Regions from separate parts of the Mus musculus genome. Here region 2 is linked to region 1. The links are chromatin contacts, called in public promoter capture Hi-C maps. All regions are on one chromosome and are shown on one strand. The core of a region is the stretch at or near the end of the contact, and the rest is flanking DNA. Distances in the headings are between cores, read along the strand shown. Region 1 overlaps Eif2ak4 (eukaryotic translation initiation factor 2 alpha kinase 4). Region 2 overlaps Pak6 (p21 (RAC1) activated kinase 6).

Region 1 (6,546 bases), core at 2,915-5,414:
AGAAGTCCACAGCCCACCAAGGTGGTTAGGCCACAGTGGAGGAGAGCACGAACCTACAGTCAGGAGCAGAGAAGTGGAGGTGAGCATGCCTCATACCAGCTATGATTCCTCCTCTTACACAGTCCTGGGCCCCAAACTAGGGATTGATGCTGCCCACAGTGGGCCGGGCCTTCCCATGTTATCTGGCAATCAGGACTCTCTCTTATAGATACACCACACACCAAACCTAATGTAAACAATCTCTCATAAGAGTTTCTTCCCAGTGATTCAGGGTTGTGTCAGGTTGACAATAACAGCTATCACAGCTTACAGTGTAACAACCAGACTCAACTTAAAAGGTGCAATGTGCACCAGGGGATAGCTGAACGAGCAGCACAGGAGCTGAATTTTGATCCCCTACATTCCAAAAAAAAAAAAAAAAAAAGATGTGGTGGTGTGTGTGTCACCAAGGAGGCAGGATGGTCCTGGAGGCTCACTGGCCAGCCAGTCTAGACCCTGCACAGTAAGAGACCCTATCTCAAAAAAATAAAGTGGAAGGGGCTCAGGGGTTAAGAGCACTGGCTGCTCTTTCAGAGGACCTGGGTTAGATTCCCAGAGCCACTTGGCAACTCACAACTGTCTCTAACTCTAATCCCAGGGGATCTGATGGCCTCTTCTGGCCTCCTCAGGTATTGCACACTTGTGGCACATGGATGTGCAAGCATGAAAACCACACACTACAAATTACAGATAGAAACAGTGGCAAACCATTGAGGCAGTCGACCTCAGCCTCCACCTGTGTGCGTGAAGGCAGTGTACACATCCAATAGAGTGCATCAACCCAAGCCAACTCTAGGTCAACAAGTGAAGTCCACATCACAGCTTTAAGAGCATGAGATTTTTATGTGCGAGAGCTTAGAATCTGCTTGGAAAGTTAAAAAGACAGGACTGGAGATGATTAGAGACTGGGTGGTTGAGGAGAGAAGAGCGGCTGACAGGAGGCAGTGCAGAGGTAAGATGGGAGGGTGGAGGCAACAGAAATGTCAGATTTGGATTCAGCTTTACCCAGGGCAGACTGGCACTACAGTCCCTTTGTTTTGATATTCGGAAAGACAGCCACAGAAGAGTGTCACCTCTAAGGCTACAGCAGGACAGCAGAAACATGAAAGCTTTGCTTGGGTGTTGTTTCTGGTTGTACCACGTGGGACCCTGCCAGCAATGTCCAGAAAAGAATGAGGAATGTCCCCAGCACATCCAGTTTGTTCTTTAATTTGATGGCGAATCATTCTTTCTATCACCAAATCGAGTTTTAGGAAGGTATGTAAGGTTCCCATTCGCTCTTCAGTAAGAACAAACTGTTTTGTTTGTTTAATAAAAGTTCTATTCCAGGTTAATTAAAATTTCAATCTCCTGCCTTTGGACTCATTTGATAAATTACTGTAATTATATAAACCAAAGTTATTTACAGACAATAGACAACGCTGGATTTTGTCACCTGTTTTGGAAATCTAAAAATACTTGATAAGCAGAGCCCAGTGCTTCTTTATGTTCGCGCTCTGAGAGCGAGGGAGGCTAAGGCAGAACTTCCAAGAGCAGACGGTTAGCTTATGTCATATTATGAATTCAAAGCAAGCAAAGGATACATAGTGAGACCCTGTCTCAAGCCCCTTTTACCACAAATCAGAAAACAAAAGAAACAGACCCCAAACGTAATAAATGAAAGGCCGGAGCTTTAGCTTTAGCACATGAGAGGGAAAGATGTCTCCTGTGGACATTAGGGCTTTTACAAGAGGACACGTAGATCCTTTGGTACAGAATGGACGGCACCTGCTTAGCCATTTCCTTCCTTTTCTTCTCTTCCTTGATCTCCTCTTTCCTTCTCTGAATCTCGTGGAGGATTTCACGTTGCTGAAATAAATCAGACCAGGTCAGACACCAATCTATATAAGAAGGCACCCAGCAGGTCCATTCTGGACTCACATAGCTTTTCAATTTCCATGCCAGGGCCCTCATTTCCTGAGATCTACACATGAAAACTTGGAGTAGCCACGCTCATGTCTGCTGCCAGTGTCTCTGAGCAGCAGGCTTCCCTGTGAGGTACTGGGTTTGTCTTCCTTTTCACTCTTCTAGCTTCAACATCTGCCCATGTGCAGAGGCTGGGTGCAGGGGCTGTTGTCTTCCATGAACTTATACAGGTGTGGTGGAGTTGGACGTTCTCAGAGCCTGGGCCTAGGGTGGCAAAGGCCCAGGTATCACATCAGCCCACCATGACCTTAATATGCCTTCTCACATCATCCTTTTGAGTATTAAGTTATTTTGATCTTCGTCAATTGTTCTTAGTTCCCTACAACTGTAAATTTTATCAAGAGTATTAAGTCATCAGAAATGTAAATAGCAATAAAATGCAAAAAAACATAATCTAAATTTACAGGTAGTTACAGCAGTATACCAAAAAAGACTGTGAGTTAAAGGCCCACTAACATCTAATACTGAGCAACTATGCACTCTAACTGGGGACTTGACATGGTTTAATAGGAGCCAAGCAATATGGGTAAGATCCATCTCAATGGAATATGAGGGATGGAGAATGTTTGCCCTGTCAAGAACAACAACATGCTATAGAAAACACACAGAGGATGTTAGTATAGCATAGGGTGGACAAAATGAGGCAGAAACAAGAACCAGACGTAAGCACCTAAAAGCAGGAAGGGGCTATTTGGAAAGAGGAAAGGTGCCAGAGGATGGAGAAGGAGAGGGACGAGAAAGGATAGCAGCATGGTGAATGTGATCAAAGTATGTCATGTGTATGCATAAAATGCCACTAGGAGACATATTACCATTAAAGAAAGTGGGAGAAAATCCAAGTCTTGAAGTATGAGTAGTAATATCTATAGCAAGAAAGAAAACCAGACTTTCATACCAAGAAATAAACATAAACCCAGTCCTAGATGGGAGTTTAGTATGGATAAGATACCAATTCTTCCCCAAAGAATATGCAAATTTGCTCTAATCAGTCAAAAATCTCAGGAGGCTTATCCGTTTTGTAGAATCTGAAGGGACAATTCCATAGTTCACCTGTGACACTTGGTACATGGCACATGTCTGTGATACCCACACTGGGATACACAGTAAGACCCTGCCTCGGGAAAAAGAACCAAGGTAAGAGAGGGAGAGGAGAGGAAGCTGGGGAAGAAAATGAAGAGCAACAGAATGGAAGAAAAAATAATGGAAGATGAGGGGGCGGGGAAGGGTAGGTTGGCCTGTGAAATATTAAAAACATGCAAAGATTAAAAAAAATCAGAGCATGTGAATACTCAAGAAAATGAACTTAAATTTCCCCATAGATTCTAGCATAGGTAAGCAATTAAGACACACTTCAAAACAGTGGTTCTCAACTTGGGTGTGCAAATCAGATATCCACATCATGATTCATAACAGCTGCAAAATTACAGTTATAAAACAGCAACAAAATTTAATGATGGGGGGTCACCAAAATATGAGGAATGTATTGAAGGGTTGTAGCATTAGGAAACTTGAGAACTACTGTTTTAGAGGAATCCTACAGATCACTGAATGAGGAATGGCTGTGGAATGTGTTAGGGAAACACCTCTTTCTTTTCTTTCTTTCTTTCTTTCTTTCTTTCTTTCTTTCTTCCTTCCTTCCTTCCTTCCTTCCTTCCTTCCTTCCTTCCTTCCTTCCTTCCTTCCTTCCTTCCTTTCTTTCTTTCTTTCTTTCTTTCTTTCTTTCTTTCTTTCTTTTTTAACCTGCACCCACATAAGTACTTACTAAGTTGATCAAGGGGCTAAAAAGAAAACAATTTTAAGTTAAAAATCAAGAAGGAAACCCAGGGTATAAAACATCTTAAAGGATTTTTAAAAGTCAGGAAGCAGTTCCTGCTCAGGAGAAGTTAACAGAAGAATAGAGCTGTTTAGTGACCATGAAAGTAAGTTTAACTCCTGGCTCTTCTACCCACTGGGCATCAGCCACATCTGTCAGTCAGGAGGAAAAAGCCTCCAGATTCAGTGAACTCCTGTACAGGTTGGCAGGCTTAGCGACACAGGAAGTCCAGTCATATGAGCCACTTAGAGAAGGGCTCCAAGCCAGTGATGGCTGCAGGGAGAGAGCTGGGTAGTGTTGCTCAGTGACTTGTAGTGATTTCTCTCACATGAATGCACATTTCCTGAATGAAGTGATGAGTAAGACTCACAGACATACTCATAGTGAGAGTGGGAATAGACACATGGAGGCCTCCAGGCTGGGGCCAGCACTAACAGCTGGTTCTCACCTCCTGCTCCTCCTTCCGCCTGGCCTCCAGCAACCTCTGCTGCTTCTCCTGAGCCTGCCTTTCCAGCATTTCTTCATGGAAAGACTTTGGTGGGGGCTTGTTATGCTCGCTGAGAAACGACTGCACATGGTGTGCCAGTTCAAATATCATCACCTACACATGTAAACAAAACAACCACAAATGATCAGTTGATGGCAAGGGGCAGGGCCTGGAGAGGGACTGCCACCCGGCAACACGATGAGCAGGCAGCCAGACTCACCTGCCGTGCCAGCATTTTGTCACTTTGCTCTGACATCTTTGGAATTAGGTATATGACACAGTCACAGTAGAAAAAGCGCTTAGAGGGCTCACTGAGTCTGTGATCAAGATACATCGCTGCTGAGATAAATAAAAAGTGTCTCTTCTTGTGTATGTGTGTATGTGTGTGTGGGTAAGATCTACTCAAATATACTGTCATTTTCCTAACATCTAATCATCTGTATAAATAAAGCTGAAAACTATGTACAACTGTAGAAAGGGAGTGGCTACCTTGCCAAGTAGAGAGCCTGTTTACTTGACGGTTGGACAGAACGGTCCCATGAGCATCAATCAGTGCTGTCACTTGTCCAGATAGCACACTGATCAGAGGCCCAGAAGCAAGTCTATAGACCTCTCCTTCCCTCCCTTCTGGCAATGAACAAGCAAGAGGCTGGTCAATATGTAAGGAATCAGCCAGACAGAGCCAGGAAGGGAAGGCAACCTCAAACATCCATAGGGGAACAGAGAAAGTCACCTTTCTAGCCTCTGGGCTAAGCCAGAAGCCACAGTAGGGTGGCAATCAATAGTTCAGGGGTTCTGAGACCACACTGACTGGCATCCAGCCCAGGGTACCATAGCCAAGCTGCTTCTGTCAGTGAAGAATGTGGACCGAGGCGCTTTCCCCCACAGTTACCAGAGAGCATTTAAACATCTTACTCTTTCATGCTGCTTCTAAGGGGCCTGAGCATTGATGACGCTTTCCTCGAGAAGCTGTGAGTCTGTTCACAGTTGGCCTTCCCAGAAGTATGTGCTAAGAAAGTGCAGCCTTCGCTCGGTAGAGGTGATATACTTTTTTATTATACCAGAAGCGGTGGTGTTTACTAAATATATCTTGACCTAGGGTTGAGTAATGTCAGTCTAGAGGCTAAGCAAGGGCTAAAATAACATTGGGTAAAGCAAGATGTTCCCACCACTCCCAGAGACCATTTCTAAACCAGAACCAGGCAAGACCACAACTGTCAAGGTTTTGTTCTCATTGATTTAACTTATTAGCACTTTCTGAGCAAGTGAAGTCTGATACAATTTGTAGGACTGCATAAAAGCAAGCATATTCCAAAGTGAGTCTTCCTGAGTGCTTCTCTCCTGTCCATCCAGGGCTGGCCTCAGATGCTGCTCAAGGGCTTCTCCTGCCCTCTTTCCACTCTGGACACCTCATCATGATTCTCCAGAGCATTAGTCTCCAGTCGGCCATGGTTTTAGACAATGCTTTGTCTGTGCCCCTCATGGAGGCCAAATTGTCTGAACACCATAGTTCCCCAGCATAAGATGTTCAGTAAATAACTTCTGACTGACTCAGGGAGGAACCCAGGAGTTTGATTTTATCAGTTAAAAAAAAAAAAAGAATCTTTGGTACACTTTGGATCACTTTCCACGACTAATAAAGGCCTGCTAACACACAGCCAGATGTGTAGTGCACTCCCTGACTAATCCTCAGGAGGCAGAGACAGGCAGAGACAGGCAGATGTCTGTGAGGCCAGCCTGGTTTCTATGTGAGCTCCAGGGCTACATAGTGAGACTCTGTCTCAAAAACAAACAAACAAACAAACAAACAACCCTCCACTCCCCAACCCCCACCAAAAAAACCCAACCAACCAACCAAGATCTACTAATGTAGATCAAAAGTCACTCAGAGGAGTGTTGAGCATGTGGGCACACACCTCTGATTTGGGCCACCAGAGCCATCTAGTGAGACTCTGTCCCCCAGCACCCCTCATCCCCCAAAACATCACTGGGGCAAAGGTGAATGTTCCTAATCATTGCTTTTGGTGCTCCTCCGTGTAGAGAATGAAGCCTCGGTACTTTAACAGGCGGCCTTCAGGGAAGACCCTACCACAGCCAGTCCCTAAGCTTATGCTAACGTTTCATTACACTCCATTTTACTTGAAAACATAAATGAATTCTTTAGAATTGTATTTTTAACTGCCAGGACTTCAGAGCTATGAAGACAAACTTTTGATAAACAGGCTGGACCTGCACAGCACAG
Region 2 (6,546 bases), core at 1,673-4,172, 290 kb before region 1:
AAATGGTTTTTCTGATACACTGTAGATCTTTCCCATCTCAACTGAGTTGTGGGCCTTGTTGTCTGCCCTTAGCCTTAGCTAAGCCTTAGCAGGCTCTGTACAGAACTCCAGCACACTTCACTCGCTCTGGACTTCCTGTTAGCTCTAGGTATACTGAGGCTGTGGTCCTCCCTCGTCCCCTCCTGCAGTAGGAAAAGACTTTGCTGCATATTCTGCCTTTCCTGTTATTGTCGTCATCATCGTCGTTGTGAAGAGTCAGTCACCCCAGCCACTGGCACTTAGCGCTGGTTGGTGTGGAAGGGTATGAAGGACGTTGGCACATGCATTTGGAGCGATGTGCTGAAAAAGACTGGCAGGGGAGGCACAGCTAATAAACCCAGTGTTGTTGCATTGGAGACCTGGCCTCTCTTTGCCTTCCTGCTCACTGCTGCCTCTTGGCTTCCTTTGAAAAGATGGAAGCACACACTTGATTTGGAGGTACTTCCTACCTTCATCAGCCCTGGCCATGGCCATTCTACAAGTCATGGGGGCTGCTTCTCAATGAACCAATGAACCGCTGCTGGGGCTGGGGCTGGGGCTGGGGCTGGGGCTGGGGCTGGGGCTGGGCCTGGGCCTGGGGCTGGGGCTGGGGCTGGGGCTGGGGCTGGGGCTGGGCCTGGGCCTGGGGCTGGGGCTGGGGCTGGGGCTGGGCCTGGGCCTGGGGCTGGGGCTGGGGCTGGGGCTGGGGCTGGGGCTGGGGCTGGGGCTGGGGCTGGGGCTGGGGCTGGGGCTGGGGCTGGGGCTGGGGCTGGGGCTGGGCCTGGGCCTGGGGCTGGGCCTGGGGCTGGGGGGGCTGGGGCTGGGGCTGGGGCTGGGGCTGGGGCTGGGGCTGGGGCTGGGGCTGGGGCTGGGCCTGGGGCTGGGGCTGGGGCTGGGGCTGGGGCTGGCTCCTTGCTCCAAGTTAAGTGGTTTCAATGAGCACTGTTTTGAGTATAGAGCTCAGAAAAGGAAGATTGGAATCACTGTCGGAGTAAAAGTTAAAAGATATTTTTGCCACTTCCCAACCCCAGGGCTAGAACCCAAGTCTCTGGTCACTTCCCTACTCTTTTGAAATGTCAGAGTCCTTCAGTTTTAAGAAAGGAACATGGGCTGCTTTCGGGGAACTTTCTATGGGCAGCCTGAAGACCAGGAGAAGGGAGAAACCAACCTTGAATGAGGCCAGTCTCTGTGGCCTTGGGTTGCTAGGGCCCTCCCCCACACCTCCGCCTGGTGGCTCCTCGGCCCTGACCAGAGCCTTCTTCGCCCTTTCTTCCAGCCCCAGGGCCTTCCACGTCCCGGCTCCTCCTTCCTCGGCCCTCATTCTAGGTGTCCAAGCCAAAGAAGCTGGGTGATTTGTGGATTCAAGTAACCACAGAGGAGCCCTACCAGGCACCCACTCCAAGGGCATCCAGTTCCAAGAAAGCCTGGCTCCAATCCCAGAGAATGAAAAACCCAAAGGTTCGAACATTTAGTTTAATTTAAAACAGGCACAAGTGCAAACAAGTCACAAAAATGTCTAGGGAAGGATGCTTTTGTTTTTTTAAAACTCTGACCCTTAAAAAAAAAAAAAAGACCTTGCAATTTTTTTTTTTTTTTGCCCTAATGCAGGTCATCAGGGAACAGAGGAGTCTAAAAATATTATCTGGATCGGGTCCAGACACTAGAGTTCTTCCTTGGCATTCCCTGTCTCACAACAGCCAGGAAGGTGGGAAGGGAGGGAGGTCAAGGAGGCAGGGAAGTATCAACAGGACAGCTGGGGCAGCAGGCTCACAGAGGAGGTGCCCATCCCTCGCTCGGCATGAGGGACCCCCTCCGGGAGGTGGTTCACCTTTCTGTCCCAGCCCAGGGTTCTGAAAAGGAGGGGTCCCTGATCTGGCCGCTAAGAAGTTGCTGACAGGTAAAACAAAGTTTATTCCCTTACTATTCCTGCCTCAGTATGGGAGAAACTCAGAAACTTTGAGGGCCCCCAGCATGTGTTAGACTTGACATACACACACCCCTTCCCTGTTTAGGTAATAACATGAGACTTGAGAGGCAGAAAGCCAGGTCCAAAAAGCAGATTCCTTCAGAATGGAGCTTGGTAGAAAAGAGGTGGACAGCTCTTCTGAGGCTCTCTGTGGGTGACTGGAAGGACCTGGGCCACTGGGGGAAGTTTACACACACACACACACACACACACACACACACACACAGAGAGAGAGAGAGAGAGAGAGAGAGAGAGAGAGAATGTTCTCTACATCCTGGACAATGGAACCACGTTTACTGCCAACCCCACTCTCTCTCAGAAGATTCCCCCCTGGCTGCTCTCATGGTCTACACACAGGCTATTCACAGTTCCGTAGAGGTTTTCTAGGGCGAGGCAGTGCCAGGGAACAGACAGGAAACAGGTGCAAGTGGGGCTTCCAGAAGTCAGACCAGAGGAGGAAGAAGGATTCAGGCAGCGAAATCCTTCCCCGTGGCCCTCTGGGACTCCAGGGTTTGAAGCTTCAGTTGAGAATAGCAAGTGTCCATGTGGAGATGGAGCATGCACCCTCTTGGTTGCCCCAGGTCACTGTGGACACTGCCTTTAAAAATCTGCAGCAGCCTGTCGGCTTTGCTGGCTTGCGGCCAAGAGCACCACTCTCCGCGTTTCTTAGAAACATCCCTGTGCAAATAACAAAGGGCCAAACCTGCAGAAGGGGTCACTGTCATCCCAAAGGCAACTGGGACTCTGGGGAGTGAAACCAAGGGGGGCAGGTCCGGCCTGGCCCAGCGGGCAAAAGGGCAGGAGGGAAGGTGCGGAGCTTCACATTCGATCTTTGGAGAGAACACTGAGAGGGCAAGGCGGGTAGGCCTTGCCAATGGAACGGCTGTCCAGTGTCCTTTGCCTGTGGGCACAGGTGGCAGGTGCACCCTGGGTGCGGGCTCAGCAGGTGGAGGTCTGCTTGCGGTAGAGCTGTATCAGAGGCACCAGACACTCAGGCAGCCCCGTCTGCAGCAGAAACGGGTGATCCAGAAGCTCCTGGGCCGTGGCTCGCTCTTGGGGTTCCCGTACCAGCATCCGATCCAGGAAGTCTCGCAGCACTGGAGAGACCTATGGAACAGAACCGTGAGGGGGTGAGGGGAAGCCATGGCTCGCAGTCACTTCTCGGCGGCCTGATTGCTGGGCCCCCACTAGCTCCACACCTCATCTTCTCTGCTTTCTTACTTTCTGGTTCCTCCCAGGCGCACTGATGATTGGCTTAGGAGGCAGGAGAAGGAGGCCAGTTCACCTGTTATGAGAGCGGCAGAGCAATGAATGGGATGAGGATGTCTGGAAGTCTGGGTGGCTGGGTTCCACACACGGCCCACTCCCCCTGCCTGCTTCTCGGGGCTCTTGGCTTTCAGGCTCTGCAGCTCTGCGAAAGGGGCATGGAACTGGCATCAGCGATCCAGTTCCTCATCTACCGGGCTGCCTGGGGAATGCTACAGAAGGCTGCCCCCCTGGAGCAGTTAACTAACTAACGGGTGCTCTTTGAGACCTGCTCATCTCAGGCTTCGCAGGGCAGTCTCCAGGGACCAAGCTGTCTTAGAGCCTGTTAGAAACCGGGCATCAATCCTCTGGGGCATTTTTTAGCTTTGGCCACTAGGTGGCAGTACCATTTAGCTGTCTGTCCTGTGGCAATCTGGCAGCAGGGGAATGGATTTATTTGGCAGGAGAGAGTTAATTATAATAAGTATAGATACTGGGTCTAAGGCGCAAACAGTGGCTCAGCTATGATCGAGATGTGTCATACAGGAGGACAAGCCCAATCATGTGATGGCACTGTGTTGGTATGGGCCCCAGACAAGTAGAATGGAAGGATTTGTACTCTGGATTCCTCCTTGGGAGACAGCTAGGGCTCCTCTTCCTCCTCATAGGGATAGGCGAAGAGCCTGCTGTGTCGTGGCTCTCCTGCTGCAGCTGCAGGTGGGAATTTGTTGGCATGAATCTGATGGTTGGTACATACATGTGACTGCACAGGTTTTATGTGGAAAAAGACCAAAAACATATATGTGGATATATATATATATATATATCCTTCTGAGTCCATGGCTCCAGGTCCCTGTCCTCCTGTCTCAGGAGAAATGGGCTTGGGGGTATGAGGTTGAGGAGTTCACACCTAACACAATAACTGACCTTGTAAGAGTTCTTTAGCTTGGGTGGGGCGCTGTCCCGCAGCCTCTTCATGGCTTGCACTGGGGAGTCACTGAAGTAGGGGGGTTCTCCATCCACCATCTCAATCACCATGATGCCCAGAGACCAGATATCCACCTGCGGGAGAATAGCCCTGACTCTGCTGCTGGGGTCTGGCTCTTGGTGGCAGTGTGTTGGATGGAGTATCTTGTCTCCTACCAGGTGCCCTAGTGTGGCTGCCTCCTTCCCTCACCCCCTGGTCCGATGCCCTACGTTCAGCCCCTTTTTGTATGAGTGGCCAGTGACCATAGAAACCACCCCTCATGGAGAACACTGGCCATAAGCAAGTGCAGAAGAGAGCAGTGTGTGGCAGGGCCTGCTGCATAGTGAAGTCCAGGTGAGAGTAACTCCATCAAAAAGGGGAGGCAGGTCAGGGTGCAATGGTGCAGACCTTCAGTCCCAGCATTTAGAAGGCAGGGGCAGGCATATTTCTGTGAATTTGAGGCCAGTCTGCTCTACATAGTGAGTCCCAGGAAATGGAGGACACAGAGAGACCCTGTCTCAAAAGGAAGGCAGCGGGTAGGTACTGATTAAGTGGAGACCTCAGAACCGGGGTCATTAATAGTGGAAATACTTAACATGGGCAAGACCGAGGAGCTACGTGGCCCGAAGCCTGGAGAGCTGGGGATGGAGGGAACCCTTACCTCAGTAGCGTACAGGGATCTGGAGATCACTTCAGGAGCCATCCAGTATGGAGTTCCTACCAGGGACTTTCTCTTGGGAACATCTTTGCTGATCTGAGCACAGAACCCAAAGTCTGAGAGCTTCACCTGGAGTTGAAAAGGAAGTAGGTAGAGACCAGGAAGAGGAGTGGCACCAGAGAGAACAGGGAGGGCAGCTGAGCCGTGGAAAGGGAGGACCTACCCTGCCATCAAGGGTCAGCAGGATGGAATCACTCTTGATATCTCGGTGGATGACACCCTGGGCGTGCAGGTAAGCCAAGGCCTGAAGCACAGCTTCACACACAGTGGCAATCTGCTCCTCATTCAGTCTGGACAGGGAAGGCAAGCCACCATGGGAGAGCCATGTGGTCAGCATGGCTGGGCTGGGTAGGAAGGAGTCCCGGGCAAAGGGACTACAACTCCCAGGCTGCAGACTCAGCAGGCTGCAACCCCGGAGTACACGTTTTTCTTGCCCATTTTTAATCTAAGACCATGGAGTCTCAGTTACCCCAAATAGGCAGGAGTCTAGTAAGATCAGTCCTATTGGCCAGAGGCAACTGATCTCCACGTCTAAGCAGTGGTGGGGTGGCCTTCCCTCTGCCCAGCCCTTTCAGATGCCCACCTGACTTGGGAGATGATGTCTGTGAGGGCCCCGCCCTGCAGGAACTCCATCAACACCCACAGCTCCTCTCCTACCAGGTAACTCTTGTACATCTCCACCACGTTGAGGTGCTGGTAGTCACGCATGATCACCACCTGAGGGCAGAGAGAAGCCTGAGTACCCAGCACAGCATCCCATGGTCAGGCCATCCTGTTCTCCTGCCAAGTCAGCCCCACGTGCCGTGCAAGCCTCATTGAACACTTCTACTGCCCTGCGGGCATCCCGCCAGGTCCCCACCTCATTAAAGAGCAGCTCCCTGCGTTGCTGCTTCCTGAGGTCCATCATCTTGACTGCTACCTGGCGACCTGAGTGCTTCTCCCGGGCCAGACACACAATGCCCGTGGAGCCCTCCCCAATCTTCACGTAGCTGTCCAGCAGCAGCCGAGGGTCACCCTGGTCCACCACCATCCTGAGCGCAGCCTTGAACTGTTCATGGGTCACAATGCCCGTGTCTTCGCCACCCAGGGCCCCCTTGGCCACTGTGGGGTCCTGGGGCAGGTAGAGATTGCTGGTGCTGATCTGAGCATGCCGGGTACGGGGGGAGCCTGCTGGAGAAGACCGGCCTGGAAGTGGACCAGCGGCTGGAGCTGTGCGGAGGGACTTCTGGGGGCTGCTGGTATCTGAGGTGGTCAGAGGACTGAAGGTCCCCATGGGCTGCTCTGAGGGCAAGGACTGGGCCTTGGCTACCAGGTTTGAAGAGGAGTCTTTTTGTGGTGGTCGGAAAGCAGAATTGGGCTGCAAAGACAAGGAAAGAGACAATATTGGGTGTGTTAAGGAACATTTGAGACAAGCTTCCTAAAGGCAGGGTTGGCTGCTGTGGCCTGGACACTAGCAGGGCCACCCAGGACTTCAGATTAAATTGAGGAAGCAAACAATGGAGCTGAACCTGACCAGAGCAGCAGATGTACCCCCTACCCCCCAGGGGACAGGCACAGGAGCATCTCTTTATACCCACTCTCCCACTCCCAGGGGAGACAAAGACAGTAACCCCCCCCCGGGGGGGGCCTCAA

What was found. Capture Hi-C pulls out chosen DNA fragments and counts their contacts.
Region 2: a contact with region 1 is called in a promoter capture Hi-C map of pancreatic islet. The contact joins two enhancer-like sites. A contact is called at or near these places in 1 of 39 promoter capture datasets (second pharyngeal arch cranial neural crest) and 1 of 9 other capture datasets (pancreatic islet).

Annotation. Positions count from the first base shown.
Region 1 is chr2:118,406,224-118,412,769 of GRCm38.p6, reverse strand. Eif2ak4 (eukaryotic translation initiation factor 2 alpha kinase 4) reads right to left here. Exons shown (of 39, transcript NM_013719.3): 4 at 4,266-4,418; 5 at 1,807-1,887. Among named protein-coding and RNA genes, the nearest start is that of Eif2ak4, 21 kb to the right of the region's middle. Within about 2 kb of position 4,164, at least 26 of the 459 cell types and tissues checked have an H3K27ac peak or open chromatin away from gene starts, as enhancers often do. A contact at or near this core is called in pancreatic islet, where this site is marked.
Region 2 is chr2:118,692,952-118,699,497 of GRCm38.p6, reverse strand. It overlaps Pak6 (p21 (RAC1) activated kinase 6), which reads right to left. Exons shown (of 11, transcript NM_001033254.3): 6 at 5,774-6,271; 7 at 5,498-5,631; 8 at 5,078-5,204; 9 at 4,858-4,983; 10 at 4,157-4,291; 11 at 1,478-3,091. The coding sequence ends at 2,924. It overlaps Ankrd63 (ankyrin repeat domain 63), which reads left to right. Exons shown (of 1, transcript NM_001081971.1): 1 at 1-395. Among named protein-coding and RNA genes, the nearest start is that of Ankrd63, 7.7 kb to the left of the region's middle. Within about 2 kb of position 2,922, at least 29 of the 459 cell types and tissues checked have an H3K27ac peak or open chromatin away from gene starts, as enhancers often do. A contact at or near this core is called in pancreatic islet, where this site is marked.